Regions from separate parts of the Mus musculus genome. Here region 1 is linked to region 2. The links are chromatin contacts, called in public Hi-C maps. All regions are on one chromosome and are shown on one strand. Each heading gives the region's core, a stretch centred on a gene start, on an enhancer-like site or on the middle of the called end of the contact. The rest is flanking DNA. Distances are from core to core; before and after follow the strand shown. Region 1 overlaps Plxnc1 (plexin C1). Region 2 holds the start of Plxnc1 (plexin C1).

The links. A called contact is a pair of places that touch in the nucleus more often than the background predicts.
Region 1: a Hi-C map of Th1 cells shows a contact between it and region 2, with 4 times the contacts expected there. The contact joins the enhancer-like site here to the promoter of Plxnc1 in region 2. A contact is called at or near these places in 5 of 39 promoter capture datasets (the 3T3-L1 cell line, the HPC-7 cell line, hippocampal neurons and 1 more), 2 of 15 datasets of contacts at CTCF or cohesin (CD8 T cells and the G1E-ER4 cell line), 21 of 484 Hi-C or Micro-C datasets (B cells, CD8 T cells, the CH12 cell line and 12 more), 15 of 115 datasets of contacts at active chromatin or transcription factors (CD8 T cells, the HPC-7 cell line, bone marrow-derived dendritic cells and 10 more) and 3 of 9 other capture datasets (adipose tissue, embryonic stem cells and liver).

The regions. Positions count from the first base shown.
Region 1 is chr10:94,862,905-94,867,736 of GRCm38.p6, reverse strand. It overlaps Plxnc1 (plexin C1), which reads left to right. Exons shown (of 31, transcript NM_018797.3): 7 at 739-826; 8 at 2,704-2,806; 9 at 2,925-3,020. Among named protein-coding and RNA genes, the nearest start is that of Plxnc1, 80 kb to the left of the region's middle. Within about 2 kb of position 2,861, at least 26 of the 459 cell types and tissues checked have an H3K27ac peak or open chromatin away from gene starts, as enhancers often do. A contact at or near this core is called in Th1 cells and memory CD8 T cells, where this site is marked.
Region 2 is chr10:94,943,396-94,948,019 of GRCm38.p6, reverse strand. It overlaps Plxnc1 (plexin C1), which reads left to right and starts at 3,175. Exons shown (of 31, transcript NM_018797.3): 1 at 3,175-4,503. The coding sequence starts at 3,442.

The DNA of each region.
Region 1 (4,832 bases), core at 1,612-4,111, 80 kb after region 2:
CTCTGGTGTTGATATTTCCCTAAAGCCTTTCTGATTCTGACCAACAGCTGGGTTTGATTTCCTGCTGCCTCAGATCCAGCATTGGGGTTTAAGGAGGTACCGAAAGCAGCATTTCTCTACTGCTGACTTAGCATAGGTTTTACCCCTCCCCCCATTTTATTCTATTGGAGTTTTCCAACCAACAGATAAGGTTTTCAGAAGCAAACCAGAACACCTTCACTTGACAGTAGGTGACTCCAAGGAGATCATTGGGCCTCACCCCAGGGTACGGCGTTCAGGGTTTCTTAGGTAAATATTTACTGAGTGTGGATGGCTCTGAAGGTGCAGGGTTTCTTTTCCGGTGCTGGCATTCATATTCCAGGCACTTCTTGCTCGGTGACTTGTTTTATTCTCATGCCTTGGCCAATTACAAGCTGAGGTAGTGATCCCAGCGAGAGCATGGGATGTAAATGGGCTGTAAAATGGCTTTTCCTGGTGATTATCTGTGGGAGCCTTGGAGCTAGCATCAGGCTCAGTCTGTTTGGAGGCTTATGCTGTGCACTGCGGCTGCCTGACATGAATGGCCCATGGGGAAGGAGCCACACACTGATTGAAATGTTGGTGAACAGCTGGCACACCCGTGCCCTCTGTGTAGAAAAGGCAAGAATATTTCTTTCTTCCTTTTGCATCTCCAGCTATGCTTGACTATGGCGGGGACCCACGATGAATGCCTTTTCCCTTCCCTTTCTTTTCCTCCAGATGTCTTAGTTGTCAATGCGACCTTCTCCTTTCCGTCTTGGAACTTATCAGAAAGATTCAACTTCACCAACTGTGCGTCATTAAAAGAGTAAGATTGGCTTTGACTTTTAAATGTTCTCATTGCTTTTAAATTTATTTGTTTTGCTCCTCGATTTCCTAAAGAACTCCTTTGCGAACTAGAACTTTCCAAAGTGCCTTTTGGAGCATGGCCTAACGGGAGCTAGGAGAGCCACGGCGGTAATAAACCGTGCTCACTCGTTCAAGCCCTAACAAGAAAACTGGAGCAGCCTCAGAGAGCATGCGCCAAGGTGTCCCTATCAACAGGGAAAGGTATTTTCCCCAGACCTGGAGGATCCCTGAAGAAAGGATCAGTAAGGAATACCACTAACTCCCATAATGCAAATGGCTCTGGGAGTTTGGACAGAGCAGTAAGACTTGCGAATGAGGACAAGTTGAAGTCTCCTTCACCAAAAAGGCATATCCATTTTGCTTTCTCTCTGTGGTGCTAGGGAACTGGACTTGTGGGCCTTGAGCATGCTAAGCAAGTCTACCACTTAGTGACCCCAGCCCTGTGTCTTCCATTTATTTACTATTGGCCCCAATTCAGCTATGGACCCTTTGAATTTGGACTACAGCTCCCTCTTGGCTCCTAAAGCAGAGAAAAGGCAGAGGAAATAGTCTCTTCAGAGGCCCATCCTCTGCAGCTGGGACAGAGGACACTGGTGGGCTGTATTACCAGAGGTGTGTTATCCATTCTGGGATGTGATTGGACATCAGCATAGGAGAACAGCTTCCAGCCTGGCCCGGAAGTCACTATAGGAAAAAGTGAAGTCAGATGGTGTTAAGTTACCTTTTCCAAAGAGGTGCATTGCAAGGCCACAGAGAGTCATTGCTGTCTAAGAAGCAGAGCGAAGTTAGGGAAGAAAAATAGAACTCCAACCCAGGTAAAAGGAAGAGAGAATGAAGTAGAAATTAGGGGTGCAAGGACAGTTTAAAGATGTCTTGCTGTAGATCCCCTGCTCTAGAGCCCAGGTAGAAGGAAATGACATACCCCAGGGTCCCAATGCTAGGTATATACCAGACCTCAGAGCCAGATCCACCAGCCTAGAGAGCTCCTTTTCAGGGAACTCCTTGGGGAACAGGCTTCCTCCCTGATATGTAGTCTGTTTTCTGCCCTCAGGGAACTTCTTTCTGTCTGTTAGGATCTCCGGAGCATATATGAACTCCAGGCCAAGTGTACTCCCTCTGTCCGGTTTCCTCATCACCTCCTGCTAAGTTTTCTTGAGGCATCCCTTGGACAGCTCTCCAGACCAGCCCCGATCTTTCTTCTATTAATAATGTCTCTCCCTGATCTCCAATCATTCCTTATGCATGGAGGGCATTCTCAGGCTCTCCACAGTCACCCACGCACAAATGCCTCCTTTGATTCTCAGGTCCAACTCTTCCTTTGGTTGTAAAGCAAACAGTGGTGCCCCATCCTCTCTGCCTGCCAGGAAATGCTTTGTGTCTCACACCGTGTTGTGGGCAGCACAGCTGCTCCAGACAGCGCGGGCTCTGCTGATCCGTTGAGTGGCAGCCGGGAGAGAAAGATCTCACTTTATGGAGGCTTACCTGAGGGTAGGCAAATAGCAACCAGGTTCAGAATCGGATTCAGTGGGTTCCTGTTATCAACAGACCAGCGGGTGACCCCAGCTTCAGGTCTCCATGGCAACACCTCTGTAAGTGTGATGACAATCCATCAACTCACAGGGCTTCCCAGAGAAACACATAAAGCCTTGCTCGCTTCTCCAACCTCAAAGGAAATCCTTCCTCCCTTTGTCCCCCTAGCTAGTCAAAGACTTTATTATTAATAGTAGTATCATTCCTGTATGTTCTCAACCTGTAGCGCCACCGAGGGAAGTTTCTAGAATATGAATAATTCCCTCAAAGTACAGAAATTAAGTTGTTTATTTTCCGTGTCACCAGATGCCCGGCGTGTATCAGAAGCGGCTGTGCTTGGTGTAAACGGGACAAGAAATGCATCCACCCCTTCACCCCCTGCGAACCATCAGACTATGAGAGGAATCAGGTAAAGTGACATTTCGAAATATGACAGAGATCTATCGGAAGCAAGTGCCTGCGTGCGCACAGCCCCACCCCTTTCTGTGTGTCACACTCCCATGCTGAGGGGATGTTCTCCAATGCAGGAGCTCTGTCAAGTTGCTGTGGAGAAGTCGCCCAAGGACTCAGGAGGAGGAAGAGTCAAGGAGAGCAAGAGAAACAGAACTGACGGGGCTGTGCAGGTCAGGCTCAACTTTGGTGCTGGTAATGGAAAGACAAAATCCCCTTTTGATGGCAATAACAACTCTTACTACTTTGGGTTTCTGTTGTAAAATTCCCCATCTTATAACCTCAGTCCCTCCTCCCCCACACACACTTTTTTTTTTTTAGTTCATTTTTAAACCAAGTTTCACATAATTGGCTCAATACATCAAAGGCTTTCACATTCACATAAGAGAAATTAAAACTTTGTAATTGTGAAAAATGATGCGGTTCCAGTAGAAGTGGAATTGTAAAGGTGACTTTGTGGCTCACTGGGGAAAGTACAACGGACAGCTGAGCTGACCTCAGTTCCAACCAGATACTCTGACTTCACTAATGACCAGCACTGTGTGTGTGGTTAGGGATCTATGCAAAATAAGCAAACTGACCTTGCTTATTTTTTGATTTGATTTATGGAGTTGATTGACCCCATCATTAATAACATCAAGATAGAACAGCTGAAGAATATGTGCCTCCCTCCCTTGTCTCAAAAGTGGCGGAGGTTTTTTTCCCATGAAAGTTTCCTGGAAAATTCTCTTGCTTTGTCTTCACAGTTATAATTACCACAGCCTAGATATCAGTCATATACAAAAAGATGGTCTGAGACCATGTGAATATTTCCGCACAGGACACATGTAACTCTGTTTAGTTCCGTACTGGCTCCCTCCAGTTGCTAGAAGTTCATTAATTGTTTACATGTGGTAACACACACACACACACACACACACACACACACACACACACACACACACACAGAGTGGACAGGTTCCCTCCCTCATTCTCTTTCGACTCTGTCAAATTAAGATCAGCACTGGAAGAAATTCCAAGGGCCCAGCTTTCTACTCTCTGACCAGGCTGGGGCTCTGATTTAGCCATTTGCTGCTACTTAAGGTCAAGTGTCAACACCAATAAGGAGCACATTTTCAATCATTACTGAAAAGTTGATAGTAACTTTAGGTGAATTAAGTAACAGGCTGAGGGCCTGTGAACCCAAATGGATTATAAAGTTAATTAAAGCATTAGTGAACCTTGGTGTGCCAATATCTCCGGCCTTTGAGTCTCTGAGACTTAATTAAGTGGTGGGCTGCTCCTCTGGTCTCCGTGGTTTGTAAAAAATGAAGATGCAGTGACAGGAGCTTGGATGGAGAAGTGAGAAGCTTTTGTCTTTTAATTAAGCTTGGTGGTGGTGGCTTTCAGTTTTGGTAAACTGCAGGGACCATGAGATTTACCATCTTCACTATTTTTAGTGTGCACTTCCGTAATGTAAGTATTCCTTCACCCTGCATGTACAGCCAGTCACTGCAATACTTTTCATCGTGCCAGACTGAAACTCAATACTCATTTAGTAACTCCTCCCCCCGCCCCGGCCCCGCCCTCATCCCACCCCGGCCCCGCCCTCACCCTGCCCCCAGACTCTTGTAAACCCCTATTCTATTCTAACCCCTATTCTATCTTCACCTTGTGTGAGGGGTTTGCCTCTTGTGACAGGCTTACTTTATCATTGTGCCCTCCAGGCTCACTGTGTTGTGGCACGGATTAGACTTTCTTTCCTTTTGAAGGCTGAATAATATTCCAGCATATGTATAGAACACATTTTATTTATACATTCCCCCAACCACAGGCTCTCAGTTTGCTTTCACCATTTAGGCATTAGGACAAGCCCAGTTAGAAACACCGGCATACAACTGACTCTTAGAGCCACCCTGTTTAGTTCTTTTGCTCAACACCACAGAGTTAAGACTCCTGGATCACACTGTAATTCTTTTTACTAAGTGCCACCATCCTGTCTTGCA
Region 2 (4,624 bases), core at 1,926-4,425:
TGAGTCTGATTGTAGATGGCTTGGTTAACCCAGATTGCCTCCAGTGCCTGAGGGAGTGGATATTTTCTCATTATGGAGACTTTTCCAGCTAGCAAAGGCTGTGCGTACAACTGCTCAGAACCCATCTGAACGGCCCGTTTCCGTGGTAGCAGGTCTGTCTGGAGGACAGATCTGTATCACCTTCTTTTGTTTGGTTTTCAGCCATTTGTGTTACAAGAAGTTCTGAAATGTGTCATAAGGGACACCCAACAAGATGGATGGGTTCAGTCAATTGGTGAGGGATGAGTGAGCTATGGACCCTCCGCCAGATGGGTGTGTCTAAGAGAAGGCCTTTAAAGAAATACAGACCCTATGCCTAAATATTTATATAGAGTTGTTCATATTTCCCACACTTTTCAAATGTGAATGTGCGTCCTGAAGGTGGAGCTTTAGTACAGGAGAAAATTGGGAAGGGGCAAAGACGTTTGCTCAAAATGGGGCAGGACCAGTGAAGAACCTGTTTCCAGGTTTCTTAATCGCCTACATTTTTCATGCCCAAAAGTTAGCATGGATTCGGGTTTCTTCCACTATGGGAGTCTGCACGCAATTAAACAGGAGGAGAGAGAGAAAGCCTGCTTGCCGGAATAGGGCTTATGGTCTCAGCAAACTAAGGAGATGCAGGGACCATCAGAACCCTTTCCACACCTTGCTGGTAATTTTTGTAGGATGTTGTTTCTTCTTTTTCAAAATGCAGCAGCAAAGAATTGAGCAGTGAGCAACGTGCCACACCATGGAGTATGTTTAATCCAAATAGCTTCCAAGATGCTCTGTGACTGACTGTAGCAACTCTGTGGGGTTTAGGGAAATGGCTTGCTTACCAGCGAAGTAAGGCTATCTCCAAAATGGAATTGAATGCTGCTTCTTGGCCCATAACACTGCCACAGCCCATCTGTGAGTCAGCCACAGTGACTATAGGAGACTGATGCATGTATGCCCTATGTTGGAGAGGAATTATTTTGCTATTTATTTATTTATTTATTTATTTATTTATTTATTTATTTATTTTCGGATTTGAGTGATGCAAAAAAAATTCTTAAAATATTCCAAGTGGTGGAGAATGAGTTGAGGGGGGTATTTTTTTTAAGCAAGTAAGCCACTTGATTTGCTTCACTTAAGAGGTCCATATTAACATCAACCTAGACCTACATTCCCTGCTTCTTTTTTCTCTCCTCTACTTTCTGACACTACAGAAGAGGTGACCTCCAGCTAACATCTGAGAGCATCGGCACTGCCCATCAGCAGAGAGAAACAAGGATAGCCAGTCCCCAAAGAGGAGGTTGCACATGGAAAGATGGCCACGGACCATCTTTTAAAAGCCACTGCTGAAGGAATAGTGTGTGTGTGTGTGTGTGTGTGTGTGTGTGTGTGTGTGTGTGTACAGCAGAGAGAATGGAAGTCAAGGCCTGGCTGAGCTACACCCACCCCCTAATACTGTACTGTACATCTAGATTAGACTTTCAAGCTTCTTGCCCAGTTCCTTCTCCTCCCTTCTGCCTTTCGAAGCTCCCATCTCAGCAGCGGGAGGAACAGATCTAAGCAGTTCTGTGGAAGTGTAAAACCTGCAGCAGGTGACCTGTGAGGAAGCTCATTCAGAGCCCCCTTAAAAAACAATACAGATTCCTATCCAGAGCTTGGCTGACTTGGAGCTAAGAAGAGAAGATCACACAGCAACCAGTTGCAGTCCTAGGAAGATCTAGGAAGAATGCAGATCATTTCTTAAGGACCCATACGGGTCTTTAGCTCCCTCTCCATTCACCACAGAGTTGAAGGCACCAAGGCTTGCCTCTGGGAAGCCCACTTCTGAGAAAACATGAGCTTGCCTGCTCCCCAGAGCACAGTGATCTTTCTGTTCCAGAAATTCTCGGTGGCTTGCGAGGTGGGGGAAGGGGGGAGCACCCCAGCTGACAGTTGCTACCTGGATGAAGTGGTGGAGGGAGCCCCTCTAGAAACATAAGAGAGCTCCGGACTCTTGAGATGCGAGCCCTGGCTGCTGAGCCCAATGTACCTTTGCCTTTATTCTCTGGGGAGTGTAGTTTAGTGGCCACAGGTGGCACTGGACTAGCAAGAAACCTGTAAGAGGCTCCGGTGTGAGGTGTGGATTCGAATCTCTGCTGTGCTATTTGCTAACAGCTGTACCCGGGCAGGTTCCATAGCTTCTCCAAGACCTTTCTCAAAAGCCGAGTAGGGTTGATACAAGTCACTAATTAATACTGTTTGTCCCAAGCATCAAGTGAATCAAAATCTACATGGTGCATTTAGAACTATGCCCAGAACGGAGCAAGTTCTCAATAAATGTTAGCTTTTGTCACTAGGGTTAGATAGTGAGCAGAACTTTCTAAGTGCTATATCTGAGAGCCTGGGACTCCGTTGCCAAGGGAGACCAGGGAGCCTTTTCAAATATGAGAGCTCTGGCCCGAGGGATTGTCCACAACGAGAGTGTGGCGCCTTTCTCCTACCTCACTCTGACCGAGGGAAACCCACCCCCGGTCACAGGGGCGTCTTGGTCCCCCTCAGCCGCCTCCCGCTTGGCCCCAGCCCCCTGGCGCATCTCTCAGGCCCCCCTCCCGCCGCTCCACACCTGTCAGCCGCCCTGGCAGCCTCCCAGGGGCTCAAGCCCTGGGCCTCCGCCGCAACCCGTTCGACCCTGGGTCCTGGCTCCGCGAGCCTCGCGTTTGCCCGGGGCTGCTCTCGTAAACAAAACCCGGGCGTTGGAGCAGCCCCGCGGGCTGGGGAGCGCGGGAGCCAGCTCGGTGCGCGGTTCCGGCGCCGGGGGAACCCGGGGCGAGCAAGGGGCGATGGTGGCAGCCGCGGCGGCCGCGGCAGGCGGCTCAGCTTTGTTATGAATAGATGAAAGAGGCCACCTACACAGTAACCCAAATTACGAGACCTCCCTCCTCCCGATCTCACCGAATCAAGAAGGGAGGGGAGATGGGCGTGGAGGGAGGGCGGGCGAGAGGCGGAGGGCGGAGGAGGAAGAGGATGAGGAAGGGGCCAGTTGCATCCCACTTTCACAATGGGAAAGTGAAACGCACAAGCGCACCCAACCTCTCCAGCCCTCCCCGCCCGCCTCGCTCCCCTCCGCCCGTCCCCTCCCTTCCCCTCCGCGCCTCCCCGCGAGCGCCCGCGCCGCACAGAGGAACTCTCCGGCGAAGGCGGACGAGGAGGAAGCGTCTCCGGAGCGCGCAGGGCTTGCCGCCGCGGCACAGGCTGCCGGAGCGAGCCCGCCGCGCGCCGTCCTCCCTGCACTCCTTCCCGGCCGAGCCGCGGGGATGGGGCGGCCGCGGGAGCCCGAGCGCGCGCAGGAGCCGCCGCCGCCGCCACCGCCGCCCGCGTCTCCGTCGCCGCGCGCCTGAGCTGCCCGAGCTGCCGCGCGCCCTGCCCGGGGGCGGCCCCCCTAGCCCCATGGAGGTCTCCCGGAGGAAGACGCCGCCGCGCCCCCCGTACCCCGCCGCACCGTTGCCCCTGATCGCCTATCTGCTGGCGCTGGCAGCGCCCGCCCGGGGCGCGGACGAGCCGGTGTGGCGATCTGAGCAAGCCATCGGAGCCATCGCGGCGAGCCGGGCGGACGGCGTGTTCGTGGCGAGCGGCAGCTGCCTGGACCAGCTGGACTACAGCCTGAAGAACAGGCTCTCTCGCCTATACCGGGACCAAGCGGGCAACTGCACGGAGCCCGTCTCGTTGGCGCCCCCCGCGCGGCCCCGGCCCGGGAGCAGCTTCAGCAAGCTACTGCTGCCCTACCGCGAGGGGGCGACCGGCCTCGAGGGGCTGCTGCTCACCGGCTGGACCTTCGACCGGGGCGCCTGCGAGGTGCGGCCCCTGGGCAACCTGAACCGCAGCTCCCTGCGCAACGGCACCGAGGTGGTGTCATGTCACCCGCAGGGTTCGACGGCTGGTGTGGTGTACCGCGCGAGTGGCACCGACCTCTGGTACCTGGCGGTGGCCGCCACCTATGTGCTGCCGGAGCCGGAGACCGCGAACCGCTGCAACCCCGCAGCATCCGATCGCGACACGGCTATCGCGCTCAAGAACACGGAGGGGCGCAGTCTGGCCACGCAGGAGCTGGGCCGCCTGAAACTGCGCGGTAGTGCGGGCAGCCTGCACTTCGTGGACGCCTTTCTCTGGAACGGCAGTGTCTACTTCCCCTACTATCCCTACAACTACACGAGTGGCGCTGCCACCGGCTGGCCCAGCATGGCGCGCATCGCGCAGAGCACAGAGGTGCTGTTCCAGGGCCAGGCTGCCCTCGACTGCGACCACGGCCACCCTGAGGGCCGCCGCCTACTGCTTTCCTCCAGCCTGGTGGAGGCTGTGGACATCTGGGCCGGCGTGTTCAGCGCGGCCACTGGAGAGGGCCAGGAGAGGCGCTCCCCCGCCACCACGGCTCTCTGCCTCTTCAGGATGAGTGAGATCCAGGCGCACGCCAGGAGCTGCAGCTGGGACTTTCAAGCGACTGAGCACAACTGCGTAAGTCCAGCCCCCGGGGTTCAGATGGAGTCTTGGGTGACACTTACCAAGTCTCAGGTTCACTACACCACCGACTGGCCGAGATTGCAGGCTACTCTAAAGCACAGTCTGGGGTCCCCAA